Linked DNA regions of Mus musculus: region 2 is linked to region 1. Evidence: chromatin contacts called from public capture Hi-C data. All regions are on one chromosome and are shown on one strand. Each heading gives the region's core, a stretch centred on a gene start, on an enhancer-like site or on the middle of the called end of the contact. The rest is flanking DNA. Distances are from core to core; before and after follow the strand shown.

Evidence for each region. Capture Hi-C pulls out chosen DNA fragments and counts their contacts.
Region 2: a capture Hi-C map of embryonic stem cells shows a contact between it and region 1, with 2.8 times the contacts expected there. The contact joins the promoter of Eef1a2 here to the promoter of Rbbp8nl in region 1. A contact is called at or near these places in 1 of 39 promoter capture datasets (pre-B cells) and 1 of 9 other capture datasets (embryonic stem cells).

Annotation. Positions count from the first base shown.
Region 1 is chr2:180,288,452-180,296,245 of GRCm38.p6, reverse strand. It overlaps Rbbp8nl (RBBP8 N-terminal like), which reads left to right and starts at 6,367. Exons shown (of 13, transcript NM_173031.3): 1 at 6,367-6,469. It overlaps Gm29943 (a long non-coding RNA gene), which reads right to left and starts at 5,551. Exons shown (of 3, transcript XR_867153.1): 1 at 5,459-5,551.
Region 2 is chr2:181,151,772-181,158,614 of GRCm38.p6, reverse strand. It overlaps Eef1a2 (eukaryotic translation elongation factor 1 alpha 2), which reads left to right and starts at 1,600. Exons shown (of 8, transcript NM_007906.3): 1 at 1,600-1,891; 2 at 3,134-3,352; 3 at 4,785-4,964; 4 at 5,535-5,831. The coding sequence starts at 3,209.

The DNA.
Region 1 (7,794 bases), core at 5,118-7,617:
CACTAACCTGAGTGCTCAGAGAGGGTTGGTGCTTCGTATAGGCACAGGAGGAGTTCATGCTAACAACTGAGCAAGTCACGCTGGCTGGTCTTATGTCAATTTGACACACAAACTAGAGTTATCCAAAAGGAGAGAACTTTAATTGAGAAAATGCCCCCATAAAATCTGGCTGTAAGGCATTTTTAATTACTTATTGATGGGGGAGGCCCCAGCCCATTGTGGATGGTTCTATTCCTGGGCTGGTTGTCCTGGGTTCTTTAAGAAAGCAGGCTGAGAAAGCCAGGGGAACCAAACTAGTAAGTAGCACCCTCCACCACTTCTGCCTCAGCTTCTGCCTTCAGGTTCCTGTCCTGCTTGAGTTCTTGTCCTGACTTTCATCCATTGATGATGAAGAATGATGTGGAAGTTGAGCCAAATAAGCCCTTCCCTTGGGGCTGGAGGGATGGCTCAGCAGTTAAGAGCACTGACTGCTCTTCCAGAGGTCCTGAGTTCAAGTCCCAACAACTACATGGTGGCTCACAACCATCTGTAATGGGATCTGATGCCCTCTTCTGGTGTGTCTGAAGAGAGTGACAGTGTACTTATACATAAGATAAATAAATAAATCTTTAAAAAACAAACAAACAGGCCAGGCGGTGGTGGCACACGCCTTTAATCCCAGCACTTGGGAGGCAGAGGCAGGCAAATTTCTGAGTTCGAGGCCAGCCTGGTCTACAGAGCGAGTTCTAGGACAGCCAGGACTATACAGAGAAACCCTGTCTCGAAAAACCAAAAACAAACAAACAAACAAACAAAAAAGCCAGGCGTGGTGGCACACACCTTTAATCCCAGCATTTGGGAGGCAGAGGCAGGCGGATTTCTGAGTTCAAGGCCAGCCTGGTCTACAGAGTGTGTTCCAGGACAGCCAGGACTACACAGAGAAACCCTGTCTCACAAACAAAAATCAAATAAAAAACAAAAAAACAAACAAAAAAAACCAAACAACAAACAACCTTTCCTCCCCAACTTGCTTTTTGGTCATGGTGTCTCATCACAGCAATAGAAACCCTAACTAAGACAGCCATCTAAAAAAAAAAAAAAAAAAAAGCCAGGCATGGTGGCGCACGCCTTTAATCCCAGCACTTGGGAGACAGAGGCAGGCGGATTTCTGAGTTCAAGGCCAGCCTGGTCTACAAAGTGAGTTTCAGGACAGCCAGGGCTATACAGAGAAACCCTGTCTCAAAACAAACAAACAAACAAAAAGACAGCCATGATGCTAGAGACCTCATCAGCCACATAGTCAACTAGGCTGGACATCAAATGGCCTCTGCCCTGAAGGTTACCAAGAGGAGTTAAGCCTTAAATAGTTCCAGGTCACTGAGAAGAGGGAGAGGGTCTGGTGGGACTAGCAGTATACCTACCAGCTCCGAGGCTCTGAAACAAACCTCATCCACTCAGAGGCTACAGGACTGCCCCACCATCTGCTCCACCTCCACAGCCTCTGGTGGGCTCCAGACCAGCAGCTCCAGGCAGACTGGGAGCCAGGGAGAGTGAAGCAAGTTTGACAAAAGGACTCAGTGAGCAATAAGAATAGAACTAGAGTCCTAGGCCTGACCCCGCCTTGCGGCTTGTGAGCTGTGGGTATACCTTCACGATGCTCCCACCATTCATTCCAGGGCCCCCTCACATAAGGGAGGGTCCTTGGGGAAGGCACTTCACTGGCCTCAGTTTTCCCACCTGTAAATCAGAAAAGGTTTATGGGGGATATCACTTGGCCTTCAGCAAAGCTGGACCAAGGCAGTTGTTAGCATCACTGTCACCATGGCAACCATTCCAGCAAAGCTGGTGAGGACAAAGGGTACCACGATGATGCTCTCCAACACCCAATCCAAACATGACCACAGGAGAAGGGGTCAAAGGTCCCTTGGTGATGTTAGGATCCAGATGGATGTCACCAGTAGGTGAGGTGGGCGGCTGAATATATACAATTCCGTGTCCTGTCCCTAAGTACCACCCTCCCCAACTTAGTTGCTAACAAGGTCACAGTGAGTAGATGTTGGCTCCGGTATGACAAGGACCACTGGAGGGAGAAAGTCTGAGTGGAGGAGGCTGTGTTTGCTAAGACCCTAGCACTACTCTAAAATGTAGCTCTATATGTTCCTCGAGTCAGGGCTTCATGTATGCTAGGCTGGTCTCAAACTATCTGTGTAATCAAGGATGACGCCCAGTTTCTGATCCTCCTGCCTCTACCTCCTAAGAAGTGAGATTAAAGACATGATCCACCACGCAGTTTACGCAGTGCCCAGAATCAAACCTAGGGTTTAATGCATGCTAGGCAGGCACTCTTCCAACCGAGCCACAACCCTTAGCCTGTTTGTTTGTTAAATGTATATGGGTACACTGTAGCTGTACTGATAGTTGTAAGCCATCGTGTAGTTGCTGGGAATGAAGGTTGCTCAATCCGGTCAGTCCTGCCCACTCCTGTCAACCCCACTTGCTCCCGTTGGCCCTCTTTACTAATTTTTTAAAGCCTGATTTTATTAGTTCATATGATGGTGTACACCTGTAGTAAGGAGTTCTTAAGATCACTTGATTTCAGGAGTTTAAAACCAACTTAGACCACATAGCAGGGCTCCTTCTCAACAAAAAAGGAAAAGGGTCAGGGGGGTGGGGGGGAGGAAGGAAAGAGAAGGAAGGGGGCAGGGAGAAAACAAAAGAAGGGAGGGAGGAAGGGAGGCAAGGGGGGAGACCAATTTAGGCCTGGTGCACACCTGTAATCCCAGTGGAAAAGTTCAGGACTAGCCTGAGCTACACCCAGTCTCAAATTTAAAAAATAAAAAAATATTTCTTTTGAGACATGGTCTTCTGTAGCCCAGGCTGGCCTCAAACTCATGGAGGCTTGCACCACTACACTTGGTTTTCTGTACTGCTGGGCATTAAGCCAGGGCTTCATGGATGTACAAGCACTCTACAACTGAGCTTCGTACGCCCAGCTCCTCCGTTTGTTTTTTTTAAGAGCTGGGAATGTAGCTTTAGTGGTGGACCAGTGTAGGGAAACCCTGCTGCCAAGGTGGAAGTTTGACATTACGGACAGCCCTGAGCTCGGACTCCCTTTGTCCTCCGGGCTTCCACTTCTCTGGAGGATCCGGGACACCACCTGAGGAATGTGGTGCAGTCCTCCACCTGGGATTCCTGAAATGCCTCCCCATGCTAATGAGGCAACTCAGTGCCTTAGTCTTCACTCAATGACCTTTGACCACACCCTCACCCCCTTTCCCAAAACTATATAACCCTTGTCTCACCCCAAATAAAGTGTATGGGTACATGCCCACCCCAATAAAGAAATACGCACAAGCTAAGGTCGTCTCAGAGAGCCGTTTCATTGAAAATCTCAGAGAAGGCCTTTGCCTGAAAGATCCCAGGAAAAGGCCTTCTCCCCTCCCCACCCTCTACCCCCACCTACTACCCCCTACCCCCCCACCACACCACCCCCTACTCCCACCCCCTACTTCCCACCCTCTACCCCTACCACCCCTATCCCCCATCCCACACACACACACACCCCTCCATCTGACCCACCACCTCACTCCCAGCCAGACCAGGATCCTGCCTGGCCCAGACTCCACTTCATCCTTCCAGCCCAGTGTGCTGCATTTGGACATGCTGAGAGGAAGAAAACAGAGGATGCAGAACCACAGACCAGCATGTATAAGGCCCTGGGTTCTACCCCCAACACAATTAAAAAAAAAAAAAAAAAAAGAAAAGAAAAAGAAAATTCAGCCATTAAAGTCCAGTTGTATTAAACTAAGCCAATAGTGTTTAATTACAGGATGAATATGCCCAGATGAGTCCACCCACAACCACAACCAAGAACCTGACAGTCCCATCACCCAAGAAGCCAGTTCCTGGGCTGCTTGTCTGAGGAAATCCTGTTCTCTACCACCTAGTCTGCGCCATCTCACGTGGAGCAGAGGCATGGACATCAGAACCCAGCCTCTGGATCAGCGAGGAGTTTTCCATTTCAGAGCTTGGCTCCGTTGTTTATTCCCTGGCCAGCCCAGTTGCAATTGGTTATAAATAAATACAGCTGCCAGGACATCAGTCTGGCTGCTGGGCTGCAGAGCCAGTGTGTGTGAACTGACCTCTGAGAAAGCAGTCTCTGTTAAGTTACTGACAGGTTAACACTGGTTAACACCACTTCCCTGTTTATCCATCAAGCCCCAAGCAGGGTCTCACAGCTGAGTGCCTACTGAGGTAGACCCTGGCAAAAGCTTTAGCTGCAACCTCACCTCAGGGTTCCTTCTGAGCTGCCTACAAAGCATACTGTGCAGACAAGTCCCTGGCCCGGAGAGATTGTGACCCAAGTCACAGAAGAGCTAGGATTCAACTGGCTGGGGCAGGACCTGGGGACCAAGGAAACGGGACAGAATTGCAGGGTCCAAACTTCAGCTCTGGTCGAGAGATAAGCCTACACTGCTGGCATGAAGCATGTGGCTTTTCCTCCCCACAGAGAATTCACCAGACCTGTGTACACACACCAGGGCATGTACACACATCCCCAGGCATGCGCACACACAGTCCCAAGGCATGCATACACAGCCTCTAGACATGCACATTCAACCTCTAGGCATGCACGCACAGCCCCCAGGAATGTATGTACAGTCCCCTAGACAGATACACAAAGCCTCTAGCCTGTAGACCCTGCCACACACATCAGAAAAAGTCCATACACATAGCACAACATAGCACCTATCGAACAGTCACGAGCTGAGGAACTACAGCCAGCTGCTTTCAAATGCCAAGACTTGTGCACCAGACCTGGCTGAGCCAGGGGCTGCTGCACAATGTCTTAGGCTAGGGCCGACAGAAGACAAAGGTATACCTCTCGTGGTCTTGGATGAAGAAAGTCCAAAAGCAGATCTGATGACAACCTTCTGTCTGTGTCACCTGGCAAAGTGGGGCAGAGCTCTCTGCTCTCTGTAAGAGCACTGGTGCTATTCATGGGGCTCTGTCCTTTATGTCCCGATTGCCACCCAAGTCCCCAAGTACTACAGCCTCGGTGTTAAGAAGTCAACATATTGGGGGAGGGGGGGGTGCACTTCAGACATTAGCCAAAAACAGGCAAAGCCTCTGTCTACTTGCACACAAGTCCCCTTTCTCTCAGGCTGAGCCCACAGGGAACATGCCCTCTCCCTCCTGTGGAGCCCATGCAACGAACAGATACACACGTGCTGAGCAGGCAGACACCTCTCACAAAGGTCCAGACAGAAGGTAAAGAATATGCAATGTGTCTCTAGTGCTCTATAGCCTAAAATCTTCCTCTTCCTGGAGCCTAGACAGTCATCCTTACCTAAGACCATCCATTCTCACCCTAAGCTCAGGGCCAGCTGCCAGCAGCAGGAAGTCTTCTATCCTTCAAGACCCAAGACTTCCTCCTCTCCTAGTCAACGTGGTTGCTCTACAGACCCTCATTACCTACCTTCTGTGGCTCCGTGTGTGAGCGAGGGAGCCTGCTTGCTTCTGGGCAGAGTCAGGCAAGCTGGAGTAAGAGATGTTGAAAGGCACGTGAGCGAGAGAGAGAAGGGGGCAGGGCATCCATAGCCTCAGAGGACTCTGTTTCCTGCAGGAGTGCAGCCACAATGTCACTGTCCAAGCCAGCCCCTGCCCTATGTGTCACGCCATGGTTCTACTCATCAGGGTCATCCTGAAATCCAGAGATGCCCATCCACTGTGATACCCACAACCTGAGGCTTAGCCCCTAACCACCTCTACCAATGAGCAGAAGCCAGCTGTCTGTCTCAGGAAGGCCACAATGGGTACTGCAGAGCCCCAGACCCAGTGATGTCTCTAAATAGTAGTCTCCAGAGGCTCACACCCTGGGTGTTTTGTTTTGTTTTGTTTTGTTTTGTTTTGTTTTGTTTTGTTTTGTTTGTTTAATCCACAAAGTCAGGACTATTGAACTCTATCTATCCAATGTCATTCTGGCCGCAGACTAAAAATATAAAGGTTAGACAGGAAAACTTCACCTGCTCAAGGTCAACCCAAGGCAAGCTGGATGTAGATAGCATAAGGGTCCTCTAAACATCTGACTCCCGAGTGGCAAGGCCAACAGCATCTCCCCTTCCTTCATAAAGGCCCACACAGCCTGCCTGTGCTCTGGGCTGGCCAGTACTCCTGTCCAGAGTCACACAGGATGCTGCGGAGATGGTCAAGCTGAGGCACCCAGGCGGCTCGGATTAGGGAGAAACAATTCAGCTCTATGCACATGGCCAGCCGGTTCTTCCACTCTCCCAGAGATGGCCAGACCAGTCTGGCGGCTTTAGTCAGTCCCTGCCTCCTTGCAGCTCCCGGCTGGGAGAATCGGAAACCTGTCAGGCGGGTTTGGTCAAAATTCTGTCTTGCAAGTTCATACTGCTCGCTCCTATCTCTCCCGGGTGGGGATCACTGAGGACCGAGGCCCCTGGAGGTCCAAGGCTGGCCAAGTGGCCATGTGAGTACACGATTACAGCAGACAGGGCCCTTCCAGGAGCCGGGTGGACTGGAGTCGTTGGGGTGCTCACCAAGGGGGCTAGAGACCCAGCTCAGGCTTCATAGCAGGAGGCCGGAGACAGGAAGCAGAAAGCCTGGGAGGCGGGAGGCAGGGACAGGCAGGCTGGCCTGCCTTCACTGTGTGTGGTATGGAGGACTACCTGATGCCTGGTCCTGGGGACCAAGCAAGGAGGAGGAAGACTCAAGGATTTCCTGGGCAGCAATTTGGGTGCAGCAAAAGCAAAGCCAGGTATGACACTGTGGCCCCCATCTCTGCAAGGGGTTCCAGGACCTAGAAATAGGCTGGTGGCCAGCACTGTGTCTTGGATCACTCACTGTCCCCTTCCTTGTGGGTCCAGAGACTTTGCAGCCACGGAAAAGAAAGGAGCACAAAGCCAGGTCCAGCCACCCATAGCTCAGAGCATGCCTGGGGACATTGTCAGGCCCTAAGATTGAGGCAGTGGCTCTAAGTACTTCAGCAGGCATTGGGAGACAGTAAGATCAATCACTAGCCTATTCCGTCCCCCGCCCCCAGGCCTGGAAGGCGGGAGTCAGGTTGCAGGGCCCTCTGTTACCTGACCTGTTACCTAAGCTGCCTTATTTTTTTACTTGTGCCCTGGTAGGCAGTGTGCGCACAAGCATGGGGCGTGCAAATGTTCGTGCCCACCTGCCTGTGTGTACACAGCCATCCTTAACCCCGTGCAAGGGGTGTGCGTGGCGGGGGGATGGGCTGAACTTGTGCAAAGGCGTTTACTTTGGGCATGGACTCAGATGTGGGTTTCTCAAACTGAAAGCGTTGTTCTGTCTGTGGTGGCTGCCTGTCTATCGGGGCCTATGTATCAGAGAGATCCAAAGCCACCAAGAAAGCGTCTCTCGATAAAGCCCACCACCCGACTGACCAAAGCGGTTGCTAGGAGGTCTTTTTGTGTCTAGGCCATATCTCGTGTGAGCTGGTGATTGTAGATATATAACATTTCTGATCTCAAGTCTCTATCAAATAGGAGCTTCTATGGGTGACCATGATGAGATGTGGGAACACATGGGTTAGAAGCACTGTGTTCCCTGCCCAGCCCTCTCTGGAGCACACATGGAAGCTCCCGCTACATACCAGGCTCCTTCTGCCTCCCCAGTCACCACTACCAGATTTATGAATGGGAAAACCAAGGCACAACCAGACAAGTAGCTTGTCTGAAACCACTGTGGGATGCTTTGTCCGTCACAGCAGCATCCCACACAGAGAATGAGATGAGATGGACCAGCTAGACTCTGGTTGGTTCAAATCCAGCT
Region 2 (6,843 bases), core at 351-2,850, 870 kb before region 1:
TTGGAACAGCTGGCCTCAAGGCCCCCTATCATGTTGGCTGAGTATGTTGTTGCTCAACACTGTTAACCTCTTAAAAATCTGTTTTCTGCCTATTCCCAGGGTCTCTCATACCAACAAAGGCTTCAGGGATTTGCAGTGGAGGCAAAGTATGTCCTAATGACAGGGAGGTACTTTTGACCTGCCTCCTGTAGGTCAATGTATAGGTGTTTCAGGCAGGACATGACCTCTGGTCATTAGGGGTCAGTCCTCTAGATGGGTAAGCTCCTGGCCTTGGGCCTTGCTGGCTCACTGCTGCCCAGATAGACAGAGGAGGCGACTCCAAAGCTAAGGACTAATAGCTATTCACAAAGATGCTGGGTTTTGGACCTCATTATTGAGCCCACTCTACCTCCTGATTTCGAAACCAGGCCCAGTCATCTCCATGCAAGAAGGAAGGCATTCAGGGAGAGATGAGTTGGACAAGTGGGTGGAGTAAATGCTAATGTCTTGCCAGGCGTTTATTTTTAATTCCTGGCTCCCAGTTGACGGTCTCAGCAGTCTTCAAAAGTGCCAAGTCATCTGAGAGCCCTGCCTAGCCTCTGGCTGCCCTCTGCTAGACAGACCCTCATTAGGCTTCACCTTACTCTCTCTTCATACTTGATAGCTGCCCTAATTGGGCACCCATCTCCAGGGTCCCCTAACAGGCGCTCTCAGTAGGAGGTGCTGGGCCCTGACCTGGGCCTTCTATGTCTAGATCTACTCTACACCAGGGTAGAAGGAATAGGCACAGGCCTGCTGTCAGTCAGCATAAATACTCAAGGAACCTTTGCTTCCTACTTGCAACCACAAAGACTGGTTGGGTTAGGACAGGTGGCAGTATTGGAAAACGGGAATGTCTGGGTCAAATGACAAGATAGGCACCTCTGAAGAAGCCCCTGGTGATACACGGTGGCCACAACCCCCTTAAGGTCTATTTGGGATATCCTAATCTTTCTAGAAATCTCAAGGGCTCCCTGCTTCCTACCAATGGAGCCTGAAGGAGAGTGGGGATCTGAACCCTGTTTGGATGTTCTTGGTGACCTTAGCTAAGACCATCTGAGAACGGGCTTTGTAAATTCCCTACACCTAAGGGAATAGGTAGACAAAAACCTCTTTCCAGGGCTTCATAAGAAGGTTGGGCTGCGGGCTGGACTGGCTGATTGCCTCAAGGGCCTGTCATGTAGGGTCCATGTGAGTAAGCACTTGTGCTAGGGGTGGTGGGGATCGTGGAAAACCTCTGGAAACTGAGCTTCATGTTCACCGGGACTCAACCATGAGCAGGGCCAGCAATGGATGCCCACATCAAGGCTTGCAGGGATCTTGACCTGGGCTTGGGCCTCTTCTCTCCTAGTCTACTTGCTGGTTCCCTATTGTGTTCCACCTTCCTGGGGACATCTTTATGTTGGATGTACCTTTTTTTTCCCCCCTGCTCTCCAGCAACCACTGTCTCTGCTACCCCAGTTCTCTCTACTGTTTCTTTCGCTTCTCTCCATCCCTGCCCCTCCTTTCCTGGCTCTGTTTCCCTGCCCCCACCTCTGCGCGCTGCACCGCCCTTTTGCCTGTTTTTCTCTCCTGGTCTGCGTTCTCGCTCACTGGTTCTCTCCCTCGCTCCGGTGCATCATTGCAGCTGCGTCCTCTCGGATCCTCATTACGCCGGCCCGCGTCCGTGGGTGCGCGGCCCCTGCGTCCACGCATCTTTCGCATCCCATCTGCCAGCCGCTCGGCGCCCGCCTCCCCCCTCCGGTACCGCATTGCCGTACTGCAGGGGCGCAGTGCATTGCGCCGGCACCGTCAATAGGTGGACCCCCTCCTGGAGAGATAAAACCGCCGGCGCCGGCGCCACCAGTCCTTCTGACTGAGTCCTCGGCTCTGGGTAAGGACGCACATCCCGGTCTGAGACCCTTGCTTAGGTTTTCAATCAGGGTTCGCTTCTCTGGGAACCCAGCCCGGGGAAGAGGGGAATATGCGGCACCTAGCTGGGCTGCACCCCTGGGCTGGGGGTGGAGGGAGGCTGTCTCTAGACTGGGCATGGTGGGTCCCCGTGGCAGTCGGGTAGTGAGTCCCTTAGGCAATTGTGACAGTGGAGGGGGGCCTTCTCCTGAAACCTGCCATCATGCTGTCACCTTGACCTTGGGGCTTGTCTGGGCTCTGCTGGGCTTGACAGGCTGGTCGGTGAAAGTGCTGGCGCGGTGGTTTGGGGCCCTGGGGATGTCCGTGATTTGTCAGAGTAGGGCGGGGGAGGTGGTGAAATCTGAGGACCCCTATCGCGTCCTATGTGGCTCCCACCCTCGGATGCACCCCCCACCCCAACAGGCCTGAGCTTCTCGGTTGACCTCTGAGATGCGCGGGTACTGAGACACAGGACCTGGACTGGATAGTAGGGGAGAGGGTCAGGGCATCTCTGAGGGCACTTGCTGAGCTGGGCCAGGTGGGATTTTTATTTCTCTGGCTAGAACAGGACATTCACCTCTCGGCCCTCATGGCTGCCCCTTGCCTGTGGGGAGGGCCTGAGCTATTCTGGGCCTATGCCTGGGTACCATCCAGCTGTCTCCTCTGCCAGCCTGTGGGCAGAGGGAGGAAGATGGCGCCCTTGCCCGTGGAGGGGCTGAGGAGTGCTGGCCTTCTCTTCATGGTGGCAGCAGATGGGGGTAGGGCAGTGTCCCTCCCTGGTGTGTGTGTGTGTGTGTGTGTGTGTGTGTGAAGGGGGGGGTGGCATCGAGGACAGGAAGGACAATGCACCCTAGAGCTGGGCACAGTGACTCATCACAGGGCTCCTGGCTGCTCCAGAGCTTCACTCAGTCTGCTGCTCTGTGATGTCCAGACCTGATTAACCCTTCCCTAAGGAATTTGCCTCCAAATCACCTTCCCAAACACTTACACACTAACGGAGCATTTGGGCTAAGGTATAGGGTAGAGAAACAGGTGGCTTATGAATGAAATGTGGCTGAATGGGGTTAGGACAGGGTTGGGGGGGGGTGTCGTTCTTCCCTATTCTGGCTCAGGAGAAGACTGGGTCAGGGCAAGCTCCCAAACAATACAAGAATGGCGCGGGTACCTCTGCTGGACTCTCTTTGGGCCCCTTAATCACTTGTTTCCCTCGTCCCTGACTCCACAGAGTTCCTGCCCAGCATATACCCTCAACCCCAAACCAGAGCCCCCACAGTGCCAGCCCCTCCCTCACCCAGGCAGAATGGGCAAGGAGAAGACACACATCAACATTGTGGTCATTGGCCACGTGGACTCAGGCAAGTCCACCACGACAGGCCACCTCATCTACAAGTGTGGTGGCATCGACAAGCGGACCATCGAGAAGTTTGAGAAGGAGGCAGCAGAGGTGAGCACTGTGGGCCTGGTGCTGCCATTGCTCAGTTTACCTCCTTCAGTGCAGGGGATATGGGTGCCTGGTGATGGGAGGGGTGAACAGAGCAGTCTCCCTCTGAGAATGTTGCTAGATTTGTCTCATACTGAGGGAGGGGGAACTTGTGCCCTCCCCAGGCCCATCCGAAGGCTCTGGACTCGGCCTCAGTGGGCCAGTGCCAGGAGACCCTCAAGCCTTATCCTCTTGTTCCCCAGGGCTGAAGCTGGGCTGGATGTGGTGCTGTCCTCGCTTGTCTGGCAACAGCCAGGGCTCAAGGATGCTATTAATAGCTGATTGATGGGCAGCAGGCTTGCCAGCTCCACTTTCTCCAGATAAGCTGAGAAGGGTTGCTGGTCCAGGATGGTACCTGGAGTGGGGGGTCTTGGTAGCCTGTTCCTGGTTGAGACCTACAAATGAGCAGTGGTTGTAACAGAATTCTCTTCTCTGCCCCTAACCCTGCTCATTCCGAGAAGAGCTGGCTCCTGGATAAGGGCTAAGGCAGATCTGAGGGCATCAACTGTCTATGCAGAGCTCCTGCTCCTGTGTGTATATGGGGCTTTGAGCCACAATTCTGTGTGTCTAGGCCTGATGCTTTTACCTTTTAGGGGTTGCGCTGAGGGGAGGAGGTAGGAGGGACCTGAGGGTTTGATGGCCACTTGGATCAGGTCCCAGCTGGGTTTTGTCTGGCTCTGTCTGGGTAGCCCCTCCAAGCTGGGCATCATCCCTGGAATGCAGAAGCAAACATGTCATGTGAGATTCTGGTAGGGAGTCATGTTCAGCTGAGCATCGATGACCACAAACCGTGGTCCAGGCTGTAGGAGTCTCACAAGGAGTCTCACCCTGGCACAGATTTGCAAAGAGCAGCCAGCCTTGCTCTTGGTGGGGCTGTTTCTACTTCTGTTTTGGTGGAAGTGGGGAGGGGAGATGCCTCAGAGTTATTCATCAGCTGCAGGAAGAGCTGGAACCGGGATTTTCTCAAAACCTTGAACAATTTACTCATTTTTAAAATTTTCCCTTAAAAAAATAACTTAGAGAGTTGTTTTGTTTTTAACAGTCCCAAACCTAATGAGATAATTGATCTCTAATTGGGTGTAGAGCCTTAGCCTCAGGTGGCAAGGATAGTTTGGCAACTCCCAGGCCCTCACGCCCTCTGCTGGGGGACTTGCATGTCCACAACCATTGAGGAAGGGAGTGAGGGTGGGGCTGGCTGATCTGGGCAGCCTGGGGTGAGGCAGAGCAGGGTTTGGGGATCAACACCAGAGAGATGGGACAGAGGTCTTCAGTTCAAAGTGCTTTAAGCCAACTGTCACTTCTCCATGGCTGCTCCCATGGGCCAGGGCAGGCATGGCAGGTGGATGTGACCTCAGAGTCCTGTGTCTTATCCTGAGTTGTGCCTCTACCCTTCCAGATGGGGAAGGGCTCTTTTAAATATGCCTGGGTGCTGGACAAGCTGAAGGCCGAGCGGGAACGAGGCATCACCATCGACATCTCCCTCTGGAAGTTTGAGACCACCAAGTACTACATCACCATCATCGATGCTCCAGGACACCGAGACTTCATCAAGAATATGATTACAGGCACATCCCAGGTGTGCACAGAGGGCACCTAGCTCAGTGACTCGGGGCCCAAGAGCTCTCTTCAGGTGTCAGCGTCTCTTGCACTTTCTGTCTCGGCAGACCTCTACCCATGTCATCTCCATGTCCTCTCCATCCTGTTGGGCATAGAGTCCCTCAAGAACTGAGTCAGTGTTTATATCTCAGCTAGACCGGGTGCCTGCAGGGTTACCTCTGCTGGGGCCAGCAGACAGACCAAGGGTGACATGTAGGCATATCTTTCACACATAGATTTTTATAGAAGAGCCCAGAGTAGATACAGTGACATATGGGTAGAAAAGCAGTCAGTCAGTCACAGGCAGAGAGGACAGAACCAGAGGGGATCAGTGACTCATCCAAGGACCATACCCTGCTGGCAGTGGAGTTGATGGCCAGTCTGGGCCTCCTTGACTCAGGGTCTGGTGGAAGATTCCCCTGTTGCCCTTGAGGTAGATACCCTGAATCTCTACCCCCAGCATAACTGCCCAGGCCCCATTATGTGGGTGGCAGGGCCAGGTCGAAGGCAGGGCCGGGTGGGGACTCACTGTGTCTGACCTGTTGGCTAGGCGGACTGCGCAGTGCTGATCGTGGCAGCCGGTGTGGGCGAGTTTGAGGCGGGCATCTCCAAGAACGGGCAAACCCGGGAACACGCACTCCTGGCCTACACTCTGGGTGTGAAGCAGCTCATTGTGGGTGTCAACAAGATGGACTCCACGGAACCAGCCTACAGCGAGAAGCGCTATGATGAGATTGTTAAGGAGGTCAGCGCCTACATCAAGAAGATCGGCTACAACCCAGCCACGGTGCCCTTCGTGCCCATCTCGGGCTGGCATGGTGACAACATGCTGGAGCCTTCACCTAATGTGAGTGGAGATGGTATGGTGGGGACAGTGCTGGCCTTCTCAAGAGCCCAGGGCTCCAAGGCTCCAGGCCAGGGTGGGCCAGGCTCCCTTTGGTCTTGCTAGGTTTCTGTGAGCTCTGTGGTGATGAAGACCTCCTAGTAAGGGACCTGCATTTGAAGTTCTCTGACTCAGCCTCCTTAAGAGGCCAAAAGAGGAAGATAAGGCCCTTTTTCTGGCAAATGATGGTTTCATCAAGTCATCCCTACAGACACTGCCTGTTGGATCCCGGATCTCACTATGGGGGAAAAACAGTTTTTATTTCTCCGAAGTCACTGCCCTGGGTTTAAATACTATTCAGGCCGGGTGTGGTGATGCACACCTTTAATCCCAGCACTTGGGAGGCAGAGGCAGGTGGATTTCTGAGTTTGAGGCCAGCCTGGTCTACAAAGTGAGTTCCAGGACAGCCAGGGCTATACAGAGAAACCCTGCCTCAAAAAAACAAAAAAGAAAAAAAAATCAAAAACAAAACAACAACAACAAAAAACTATTCAGAATCAGTAAGGCCACATGGTTTTTTTCAGCTGCCTCCCCCTTTAGTCTGAAGTGGGTTGGTATCTGGGAAGGAAGCATGTCCGGAGGCTAGCCTGAAGAGTGGAGGATTGTGTTTGGGCAGGTCATGTGGAAGCTTGAAACTTAGACAGTCTGCAGCTCTGGGTTGGGACTCTTACTTGGGAGTAAAGAGGAAGACATTTTTCAGAGACAGCCTGGGACCTAGACCTTGGTCTATCCAGAGGAAACCCCTGTCCTAGAAAGGTGGGTACTCAGCTATAGCCAGCTTTGCAGCTGCCACTGTGAGTAAAATGATAGAAGCCTAGGTTCTCTGGAGATAGCTGGGGACCCAGTGCCTGGTGGTATAAGGACAGAGTTTGGCGGGCAGGGGATACTCCATTTTGTTCTTGCTGATGTATGATTAGCAGGACTTTAGAATCCCCTGGACACTTCTGATCAGCAGAAACTCCTCTGCTCCCTACTG